4 separate regions of the Mus musculus genome follow, and regions 1, 2 and 3 are each linked to region 4. The links are chromatin contacts, called in public Hi-C, HiChIP or PLAC-seq and capture Hi-C maps. All regions are on one chromosome and are shown on one strand. Each heading gives the region's core, a stretch centred on a gene start, on an enhancer-like site or on the middle of the called end of the contact. The rest is flanking DNA. Distances are from core to core; before and after follow the strand shown. Region 1 holds the start of Myl1 (myosin, light polypeptide 1). Region 2 holds the start of Rpe (ribulose-5-phosphate-3-epimerase). Region 3 holds the start of Map2 (microtubule-associated protein 2). Region 4 holds the start of Pth2r (parathyroid hormone 2 receptor).

Region 1 (2,700 bases), core at 121-2,620, 1.6 Mb before region 4:
TACTACCTTTAAAAAAATTATTATTTGTCATTTAGAGAATCAAGGTCCTAGGAGATATTTTTCACAATTTTAAACTTTGAGTCAAAATGATATATACTTTTAATATTGTGATTAGCACCTAATAATCACACAAAATAGCGGCTAGTATTGTGATGTTTTCATATGTCCACGTAATTATGTATTTTGAAGAGGTGGTGCATACTTAGCTGTTCATTTCTCTAGAACGGTAAGAGCATAAGTTGAAAATACTGAGCAAGACACACTTCCTGCTTTTTATGAGTAACTTCCCTAAGGACACATGCAGAAGTCACAATTCACCTCACATCTTCTTTATTCCTTTGAGCTAGGGCAAGTGTGTCGAGAATGATAACCCCCATGTATGAACTCCAGTGAACACTCTAAAACTGATCTTTCCCCCAAAGCCATGGCAGCTTTTCCTGTTTTCAGATAAGCTGCTATAAAAGCCCATCGCCGGCAATTCCCTTAAACACCTTTAAAATGTCGAAGTACTATTTTGCACGCCATGAGCCTTACTTTAGGTTATTTTATTCTTGGTCTGTAGACTGAGCCATAAAGTGTTGGACAGGGAAGCTTGGTTTTAGTAAGAACTTAGCAACAACAACAAGATACAAAATGGATGTGTCAGTTTCCTTGCTTGCTAAGAATTTCAGAAATAAAAATATACAAATAGTCAGTCTCTGTAAAGAAAATGGGAGAGGAAGGTTGTCCTCAAACAAATGCTAGGAGACGAAGGGGGGAGATAGAAAGGGAGGCGCCAAACCATTCTCACTTTTTTTAAGCTTAGATTATACCCCTGCTAATACTGATTATAAAGACTATTCTTTAATGGCGATTTGGGAACCTGATCAGGTTGCCATGTGGGTGTATCCTAAGAAATACCCAGAGCACTCAATGCCTTTTCAAGACCTCAGAACTTTACCATAAGGGGCCAAGAATTGGAGAGTGTTCTTTCTATAACAGTTACTATTTCAAACTTCAACCCAGTCGCATCCATGAAGTTCCATTAATACCCAGTCTTGCTGACTAGACACTTGCAAGGTCCATAATTATATATCAGAAGCCCGAGCCCTAGATGACCCCAAGTTTTCCACGAGCAAAGAAATGTCTTAAGGAGGACAGTTGCAGGGAACATCTCAGAGATAAAGACCATAAAAGTACTGACAGGCTTCAGTCTCACCAGGGCTGTTCACGTCTAGATGCTGGTTTCCTAAAAATAGCCCCAGGGTACATGTCTCTCTTTCCCTTTGCCCTAAGAAAGCTAAAGAACTCCTCCAGGAGGAGTGGCAACTGCCCTGTGAAATCTGATGCTAGATATGAGGTCAGTTTGCCCAGAAATAAAAGGAAGCCAGAGAGAGGTTAAGACTCCACTCAGGGATTGGAGCTGCCTTCAGTTTATCCTCCAGCTCCACTGCTGTTTCGCAGCCTAGAACTCCATCATGGTGGGTCCTACAAGACAACGACGATATGTCATTTATAGGAAGAGACAGTTAGGCAACAGGAGCAGCCAGGCAGACAAGGAATAGGATGGAGGACAGAACCTATTTAACACAAGGTTTTTGGAACCTACTATTGGTTTCTATGAGCTAGATAGAAGAAATTACTTGGAACTGTTGCACCAGATGGAAAAATTCGTCTTTTTTCTCAGAGCAGGCGTTTGTGCTTCACCAGCTTTTGTTATATCATGCAAGATTCATCTAAATTTAGAAGGGGGATAAAAGTGCAACTATAGTGTTGCTTTAAAATAGAATTCAGTGATAACCAGTAGCTAAAGTTAAGCAAACTGCCTCTGATTCTTCAGTGTCATATACTAGTATAAAATACGTTAATTAGACAGAAAGACTTTTAAAGGGTGGTTTTTATATGTAATTTTATTTGCAGTTTTAAATGTATACCTTATCTGACATATGCTAAATATAGACAGCTATGGCATTTTCTAGGAAGTGTTCTTTCTGTTTAGAATTTTTTAATATTTTACATGGTTAAGATATAGAGAAAGGATTTCCAAGTTATCTTTCGCAATAGATTTTATGCTCCTAGGTTCAAAATTTCCCTCACACACTCTTCCTGTGCCATTGTACCTACCTGGTTCCCTAAAGGCCTCAGAGCAAAGAGCACTCTTTCTGTCAATGCATTTGAAAGTCCTCTCTTTCTCTCTCTCTCTTGCCACCACAGTCCTTCAGTGCTGACCAGATTGCCGGTAAGTGACTGAGCAGCTCTACCCTAGGAAGAGCTCTGTCTGTCTTTGAGATTTCCCTAACTCCACAGCATGTTCCTTTGTGACTCAGACTGTTCGTGCCTATGCCATGCCTGAACTCAGAATAAGTGGGCTGACTCCTGGAGCTTATTCTGAAGAGAACTCGAGGAATGAGCTGGACGTGCTCATAAATCAGGACACTTGTTTCTGGTTAAAATATTCTTTATGATTAATTTCTTTCCAACAGATCGAGTTCTCTAAGGAGCAACAGGAGGGTAAGTTTAAAAGCTGTAGCCATTCATATGTGCGGACTCAGAGGTGACAAGTGAGAAAACCAAGTCCCTTGGGATGAGCTAAGTGCTGTCTAATTATCCACACTGGTGCTGCTACCCTAAATATAAATTGCTTTCAATCACTCTAAATATAAACCTGCATAACTGAAGCCCTTGGTTAGAGTCAGTAATCAAAGCTTTAAGGAAATTAAA
Region 2 (2,700 bases), core at 138-2,637, 1.4 Mb before region 4:
ACATTCCAGCCGGTCAAGGGCTTTCAAGTAAGTGTTAAGAAAAATGAGATTTAACCACGGAGAGCCAAAAGAAACAAAACTGCTATGGACAAAACAGCAGTGATGTTAAAAAGAATTAGTGTAACTGAGTGTGGGGACCCGTGCCCATAATCCCAGCATTTGGGAAGCTGAGGCAAGATTTTGAGTTTGAGGCCAGTTAAGATTTATACAGACCTTGTCTCAAAAAAACCAGAAAGAACAGCAAAACCTCCAACAAGAAACGAAACTGATGTAAATAACACATATTTGCCAATGTGACTGAGGGCAAACAGATTTTGCTTATTTGAAATAAATTTATTTTTCTATCTCACTCCCAAGGTCTTTTATAATTTTATGTAAACTTTCGGTGGGAAATGCTAGTCAAAAAGCCAAGAAGATTCAAGTTCCAAGTCTGTCACAATCTTCTGTAATCTTGAGCAAGTCCTCCAGCCTCCTTTGGGTCTAGGTTTGTTTCCTCACTTTAGAACCAACTTAGGAAACTTGTACCCTGATTCTGAGCATTATAACTACAGTGCTTAAAAATTACTTACAAAAAAACTGACCTCCCTGAAGAGCAGGGTGCCTGAAGAGAAAATAGACAGGAAAATCAGAATTCGAATGGGTTATTCGATACAACTAACAACTGCAGAGAATCTGTTACACGCCAGGCACTGGACTTGCTCGTTTCAAGTTCCCCAAGACGCGGAAGCGTTCTATGATCAATAATCCTTCCATTTTCCTCACACTGAACCCGAGTCCCAATCAAGGCTGAAGCGGCTTGCCTAAGACAAGTCGGCAAGTGGTCGAACTCCGGAAGCCCATCCAGGTGTCAAGCTGAGGCTGTCTGCCGGCTTTGTCGAGAACTAGTTAGTTATCTGAGTTCGATCGAGCAAGTCGCGCCTGTCCCGTTGGGCCTCAGTTTCTCTACGAGTTCACCAGAGGAAGATCCTGAACACTGGAGGTGGCTCCCGGGTCCTATCACCACAGGTTACGGGGTGGCGGGGAAAGGACCGGGCCCCAAAGTCAGCCAGGGCCGGCTCGGTGCCCTCGGCAGCGCGCTTGGCCAGGCAGCCCGTCGTCGCACAGGGGCGCCGTGCACCCAACAGGCGCTCGCTGAGGTGCAGCGACGCCGACCCGCGCGGCCAGCCCGCCCCGAGCCCCGCGGAGTTACCCGTCCATTACATCCAGGTGCAGGTAGTCGGCCCCCGAGTCCAGCATGCGCAGGCACTCGGCCCCCAGGTTGGCCAGGTCGCTGTTGAGGATGGACGGGCCGATCTTGCAGCCCGACGCCATGGTGCCGGTTCCCTAGAGCGAGTGAGCCCACGAGAGCCCGGGCCAGCCAAGACTCCGTCCCGATTGGGCGCGCCGCACTGGCTCCGCCCCCTCCCACCTCGCACTCTCTTCCGGACTCTGCCGGAAGCAGCTGCCCTGCGGCGAGGAAGTCCCGCCTCCTCCTGGGGGGGGGGCGTCAGCTGGCTGGCTAGGGGCGGAGCCAGGTGCAGAGCTTCTGCCTTCTGTCTTGGATTTCCAAGGATCTTCTGGCTTCTTTTCCTTTTGAAAGGGAAAATAGTTTATTGAGTACAATGTAAGAAGTTCTACGGGTTGATCAGCTAGACTACCACCTACAATGTAGGAAATTTGTTTTTATTTTTTTCTCTGTTTCATACACGTATAGCATATATTGTGATCATATTCAACCCCATTACCCTTTCTTACCCCAGCCACTCCTCCTGACCCCTTCTTCCCAATTAACTCCTCTCCTACTTAAATAACTTCACCTCACGTGTCTGTAGGTTTTGTGCAGGGAGCCACAGTTGCTTATGCAATCATTAATTGCAGCATTCCGTTGAACTTCCCCCACCCTCTGTCTCTTACAGTCCTCTCTTCTGAGATGTTCCTTAGTCAAGCTGCTGATAACTGGTGACTGCTGAGTACTCAGTGTAGGAATTTTTGCAGTAGCTGAAAGTATAACGTAAAAACAAAATTCTAGGCCTTTAGGCCCAGGCATGGGAATGTGACCTCTGTGACTTAATGATGCTAATCATAAAACAGATAGCGACATTCCTCCACCCACCCGCTTCCTGGGTTCAAAGAGTGTTCATTCAAAGAAAGTCACCCTGACCATTGCTATGCAAATGTGCTATTGTTAGGGGCTCTTAGAAACTGTCTTGAGAGATAACTGGAACAATTACCAGGTATTCCTTGTGACTCTTGTGACTTTGCACTTCCTTGGGACTCTTAACTGGTATCTTTGGTATTTTCCAACAAAGCCCTCCCCACTTCCTTGAGTTGTGGTTTCTTCCTTTAAATACCTCCTTACCCAGCTAATCGGTGTGCCACAGACCTCTACCCCTGCGTGGTGTATGACCGTGGGCCCGAGAGCCCTCTTGAATAAGTTTGCAGTAAGACCGTTTCTTGTGTGATTTGGGGTGTCGCCTCTCCTGAGTCAGAACGTGGGGGAGTCCTCACGTTGTGGGTCTTTCATAGCCAGTCTGATAGAGTTGCTATCCAGCCATAATTCTTGAAATGGATAAGTGGCGTAATGTCAAACGTATCCAGAGTCTGGGCCAGGAAAAAATGAAAAGGTACATGAAGATACACGTGGATAGAACAAGAGCAATTCCTAAAGAACAAGGATAGGGCTCTCATAGTTTTATTAAAAGCATGCTGGTAATTTAGATG
Region 3 (2,700 bases), core at 158-2,657, 1.0 Mb before region 4:
CAATGGATTCAACTGCTTTCATAGCAAGAGAAAGGATCTATTTTCTTATGTTATTAATTCTGAATAAAGCATATGATACTAAGCTCTTTTGAAAATTAACCATTTCTGACTTTAAATATATTTCCTGTTGTATACTAAAGATATTGTATAGAAATTATAATATTTTATTCACCAAATTTCACAACACTGAGTCATCCCTGGGCTTCAGTCTCCAAAGCTCTTCCCATCTAAAAGGGTGAACCATTTTATTTAGAATATTTATTTTTTAAAGCATGGATCCACAGGAAACCTCCATCTAAAATAATTTTTAACATGTTTCTCTTAAGTTCAAATAAATATATTTTCTTTGTGATACACATATTTCAGACATTTTGTTAACTGTCACAATGACAAAAATCCAAACATTACAGATGAGCTAGGCAAGCTGATATTTCTTAGTATTTGCAGCATAGACAAAAGGCATATATTTTTTAGATACTTTCTATTCAAAATAGCCTCGGCTGATGGTGAAATCTGCATAAGAACTCCTACATCTTCTAGACAAAGATCAGACAATCCACTCTGGGATAAAAAACCAGCCATGAGGGTAAACCTAAAATAAAAGCATTCCAATTCTTTCTCAATTGCCCTTCCTTTAAACGTCCAAATAAATCATGCAGTACCTTTTAATTTTCTGACTGAGTGCTTCCCAATCAGTGCTTCCTCTGTTAGAGACAAGCTGAGGAACCTAGAGAAACAAAAGAAACACATATATACATATAGGTTTGTCAGATAAATATCAAAAATCACAACTCACCAATAAGTCCATTCATCCTTGATATCCAGATAATAAATGTATGCCTTGGAGTCTGGAGCACAAAAAAGGCAGCGCTTGGATTTTAAGCTCAATAACGTATTTAAAACACAGTATTCCGAGGCCACATAAAGCTGATCCTTTGAAAACGTGGATTAAAAAGAAAAGAAAATGTAAAAAGCCCTAAAGCATTACCGGTAGATATGCAGCAATACCCCTCGAATGGAGTCTGTAAGAGCTGCCACCGCAGAACCCTGCTTCAGGAACACTCCCTCTGTTCTGTGTCGCTAGCTCCAGACAGACGCAGTCTGAAAGCCACCAGCTCCTGTCTGTGTGTGCCGTGGAAAGGGAAGCTGCAAATTAGAAAAAGTCCCCGCAGTGGCGGAAAGGAAAATAAGGCAAGTAGGAGAGGGAGAGAGAGCTCACTAGGCTTAGAATTTTCGAGAATGATGACAAGCCACTCAGCTCCGCCATCATTCACTGACAAAAGGATGCTGCCTCTGGCTTAGGATTTAGCGGTTTGCCATGGGGACTTCTGGTACCAAATGCCTGACAGGCATTTTAATTGCCTCCATCCAAATGTGTCCCCAGGAGTCAAGTCTATAAGCCTACGAATGTCATCATCTGGTCTCCTTTGTGTCACACACACACACACACACACACACACGTGGGGGCGGGGCAGGCTTAGAGAGACTCGTTTTCAGGAATATAGGATTACAGGCAAGTTAAGCTACACAAACTGGACATAAGTAAATGATCATTAATTGGAATTTTATTATCTATATGAAGTATACTAGAGATAGTTTGAGGTTTTGTCATTGACAGATGAATACAATATTTAAAAACTATCCCATATTATTATTTATGTCCCAAAAAGGTATGTATTAAAGAAGTGTATATACTAGTATATATTTTTCTACAGAAAATTCAAAGGCTTTGTAAATATGATAACTACAAGCTTGGCAATGTGTCACTTCAAGGCTAGCCATGTGATATCCCTCTGCAATCATTTTATTCTGGTTCCATACAAAAGAAGGTGACAACCAGTTTGAGGACTGGGACTTTGCTGTCCCTGAGGTGAAGGTTATTACAGGGAACTCAGTGTTTGGCATAACCAGTCTCCCCTTCGTGTTAGCAAATGAAATTAACAATTGAATATCCCTGTCATACAGTGTGCTTTATGTAGGGGACTTAACTGTAGAATAATTCTTCACCTGTATTATCCTGGAGAAAATGGTTAATAGATGAATTGGTAAAGCATTGTTAGAGCCCTGAACCAGTAAATGGAGTAAATTTTCTGTGTATCAAAAGGGCCAGCTGCAAAGAAGGTTGCTGAGAGGAAGTATCACCATGGTTACCGGAAACAAAAAGCAAGGGGGTGGGGGTTGGAGAGAAGGGAGATGCCAGGAAGAGAGAACAGGAGTACAGTGGAGAAAATCTGGAGACAAAAGGATACAGTTCCTTCTCCTCCTTCTAGAAAGCTCTGCCTCTGACAGATTTGTGTTGTGCTTTCAATTCAATTAAGATGGAGTTTCATTTCCTGCTGCCATGTTCTTCCCCATTTTTGATCATGAGCTAATTTTGCTTTCATAAATATTCATTTTTTTTCTTTTCTATGGGATTGATCCAATCCATATCTGCATCTTCAGAAATCACTCAGCCTCACAGATGAGAAAGCTGGGGCCTGAGGGCTACTACATCCTAATTCCCACACAGAGGCAGCAGCCTGGCTTCCTAACTAGCCCACTGGGCTGTCCCCTCTCACCAAGTGACTTTCTCTTCTTTCCTCTTATGCTGTTTGAAGGCAAAACAGAATCCAGTAAGATCCTGTGCCTTTGATCTTGTCAACCTTTCATTTGCAGAAGCAACATTCTCCCCTTTTAGGACACACTGCACTAATCTTACGA
Region 4 (2,700 bases), core at 25-2,524:
TAGAAATATCTTCTGATTTTATGTTGTTACGACTTTGGAAGATTGGATTTTTTTAACTGTATCTTTTGAATAACTAAAATTCAATTTGGTCATTTAAAGGTCTAAGATGTCATTTTAAGTACCACCGGAACATATTCATGGGTGCTTTAACTTTGTGGAAGTTTTTTTAAAACCAATTGAATCTTTATTTGACAGTCAATGTGCGCCCTCTACCGAACAGGACATATATAACCTCGGATATGTCTTAAATCATAGGACAAATCAAACCACAAAACACACACCACTGCAAGCATCTTTCTAGTTCGTTTGAAAAATAAATAAATAAAACTATAAACCTAACATATTCTTTGACTTAAAAAAATGAAGATGAACTGTTCCGTGCACATTAAAGAGACCCACTATGAAAGAACTTCCAGAAAACCCCTAAGCGACAGTGGCAATAAGAAAATTACAACCACTGCTATTCAACGTTTAAGACCCGAGCTGTATTTAATACGGTATTTATTCGGTATAGCCCCTTTGCTTAAATACGCGCTTCTGTATCAGAGAGAGAAACAGTTACACTTTTACACTGTATCATCGATTCTAGAAGTTTTAAGCTCTCAAACATGATGGTGAATTGCCAACAAACAAAACCTACTGTGGTGGTTGAAGCGAGTACCCCGGGGATTATCAGAAAGAACAAAGTTCTTCCCCCTCCAGCTGTGCATTACCAGATCCCTGAACACCAGGAAGCTGGTCCATCCGCCCGGAGCTGGGACCTCCCGCCTGAAGAGGATGTGGACAGACCGGTGCAGTGCGGCGCGCCCTGGGCTTGCTTCTCTGGCTGGGGAAGCACGCTCTGGTGTCCCAGCTCTTACCTGCGCTCTAACCAGGAGACAGCTACTGAGAATCAGCCATCCACAAATGTAGGTGAAAGTCTCCAGCCAGGCCATGTCCAAAACTGCCCAAGGCAAAAGCAGTCTGTATCCCAGGCTCGCTTACTTGTCCAGTATGGACCAAACTTGTGATGGGGAGCGAGGCACCGCTGGGCAGCTGAGGCGCGGGAGTCACTAGCCAGGACTCTCGGGGGTCTGGCTGCCTGCGCCCCAGAGTCTGGAACCCCGTCCTGAGGGCTCTGGGTGGTCCCGCCTTCTACCGAGGACAGCTGCAGGGAGGGGGCGGAGGACGCCAGTGCGTCCTTTGCCAGTCACTCAGTCCGCAACCCAGGAGCTCAGATGCCATGCGATCCCGAAGCAGGGCTGCAGCCAGGCTTGACTCTCGGTGTGTCTGCTTCGCTGCACTGGGCTCTGAGTCCCCAAGCCATCTCTGGGAATGCCCTAAGTCCTCAGAGGAATGGCCCAAAACTTTCCTCCTGCCCAGATGCGCACTGACCATCTGCCACCAAGATGCCAGTGTGATAAAGGCTTCCTGAGACCTGTAGGGTTAGTCTCTGCAGCTACCCACAGCACAAGTTCTCCGATTCATTTTCTCCTCACTACAATGATATGGCAGATATGGGAGGGGTGTGTGTGTGTGTGTGTGTGTGTGTGTGTGTGTGTCACACAAATTACTAATGAGAAATAGCATTTTGACGATAAAAGGACTCAGTCCTGTGGAAGCTCAAAGTCCCAAAAGAAATATTTCAGTTATTTCTAGCAACATTTTGTTGGTTTTTTGCTTGCTTGCTTGCTTGCTTGCTTGCTTGCTTGCTTGCTTGCTTGATTTTGTTTTTCAGTTATGGGTTATTGTTTGTTTTTGTTTTGCATTTTGGGAGTTTTGCCTCTGAAGACACGTTCTGATCAGGACGGACTGGTGCAGTAAACCGTAGCTTCTGTCCTCCAAGCTCACCGAAGCTCCAAGCTCACAGGGTTTTGTGTTGATCATCAGGTTTTGCCTTCAATCCTTTAAATGCAGCTCTTAGAAAGGCGTGCTCAAAATGAAAGCTTATAGCAAATACTCCAAAACCACTAGCTTCTTGCTAAACCCTCTTCCTGTACTCTCACGTGCTTTAATAGTAATTTTGTTCCTCAGAGTTGATGGTCAGAACATGGTCTGCCTGCCCCTTCTTCTCACTGTACCCTCCCATGGCAGAAACTGTGAAGGTATCTCTCTGGGATCCCTCATCAGGGTATTGCTACTATTTATTGGACCCTTAGATTGCAAGCATATGAATTCTGGGAGAACATAAGCGTTAGGTCCAGTTGTACACTCAAAACTTTATCGGGAAAGTTGAGTTTAAGATGCAGCGCCCTCTAAGGGAGATGCTCAGTAAGTGTATATATTATAGTTACTATTGATGATGGTGACGATGATGGTGGTGGTGGTGATGATGAATGATGATAATGATTGTGGTTGTGACAACTCAATCTATGACTGAGCAAAGGACTATGTTGAATAGAAGAATATTGTCTGTACTTGCAATATTCTGTATAACCGCTGCTATGGCTGTACACCTTTATTCTCACCTTAACTTCTAATACTTTAATCAATGTCAAGGGCTTTTTTTTTTCCTTTTTAATGTATCTAAATCTACCAGTGTTTTGTTTTGCAATGCTATGGATCAAATCAGGGCCTCCAGATACAAGTTAAGGTCTACCACTGAGCTAGCTCACCATTTTATCGTGTCAATTTTATGCCAAAATATTGAATACTTGTTTTTTGTATAAACTGGAAAATGTAGAATCTTTTCATCAAAATCGTTTCTCATTCTTTTGTACC

What was found. A called contact is a pair of places that touch in the nucleus more often than the background predicts. HiChIP or PLAC-seq counts read pairs in DNA pulled down with a chosen protein or histone mark. Capture Hi-C pulls out chosen DNA fragments and counts their contacts.
Region 1: a Hi-C map of B cells shows a contact between it and region 4, with 2.2 times the contacts expected there. The contact joins the promoter of Myl1 here to the promoter of Pth2r in region 4. A contact is called at or near these places in 9 of 39 promoter capture datasets (the 3T3-L1 cell line, 3T3-L1-derived adipocytes, the C10 cell line and 4 more), 3 of 484 Hi-C or Micro-C datasets (B cells, the G1E-ER4 cell line and uterus) and 1 of 9 other capture datasets (embryonic stem cells).
Region 2: a contact with region 4 is called in an H3K4me3 HiChIP or PLAC-seq map of stem cell-derived neural progenitor cells, with 9 times the contacts expected there. The contact joins the promoter of Rpe here to the promoter of Pth2r in region 4. A contact is called at or near these places in 2 of 39 promoter capture datasets (embryonic stem cells and hippocampal neurons), 3 of 484 Hi-C or Micro-C datasets (cardiomyocytes, cerebral cortex and cumulus cells), 12 of 115 datasets of contacts at active chromatin or transcription factors (the NIH/3T3 cell line, acute myeloid leukemia, embryonic forebrain and 7 more) and 1 of 9 other capture datasets (embryonic stem cells).
Region 3: a capture Hi-C map of embryonic stem cells shows a contact between it and region 4, with 4 times the contacts expected there. The contact joins the promoter of Map2 here to the promoter of Pth2r in region 4. A contact is called at or near these places in 1 of 484 Hi-C or Micro-C datasets (cerebral cortex), 2 of 115 datasets of contacts at active chromatin or transcription factors (astrocytes and differentiating embryonic stem cells) and 1 of 9 other capture datasets (embryonic stem cells).

Annotation. Positions count from the first base shown.
Region 1 is chr1:66,934,036-66,936,735 of GRCm38.p6, reverse strand. Myl1 (myosin, light polypeptide 1) reads left to right here and starts at 1,370. Exons shown (of 7, transcript NM_001113387.1): 1 at 1,370-1,460; 2 at 2,194-2,218. The coding sequence starts at 1,458.
Region 2 is chr1:66,699,518-66,702,217 of GRCm38.p6, reverse strand. It overlaps Rpe (ribulose-5-phosphate-3-epimerase), which reads right to left and starts at 1,387. Exons shown (of 6, transcript NM_025683.3): 1 at 1,190-1,387. The coding sequence starts at 1,311.
Region 3 is chr1:66,320,431-66,323,130 of GRCm38.p6, reverse strand. It overlaps Map2 (microtubule-associated protein 2), which reads right to left and starts at 1,407. Exons shown (of 15, transcript NM_001310634.1): 1 at 989-1,407; 2 at 663-727.
Region 4 is chr1:65,309,831-65,312,530 of GRCm38.p6, reverse strand. It overlaps Pth2r (parathyroid hormone 2 receptor), which reads right to left and starts at 1,274. Exons shown (of 13, transcript NM_139270.2): 1 at 861-1,274. The coding sequence starts at 935.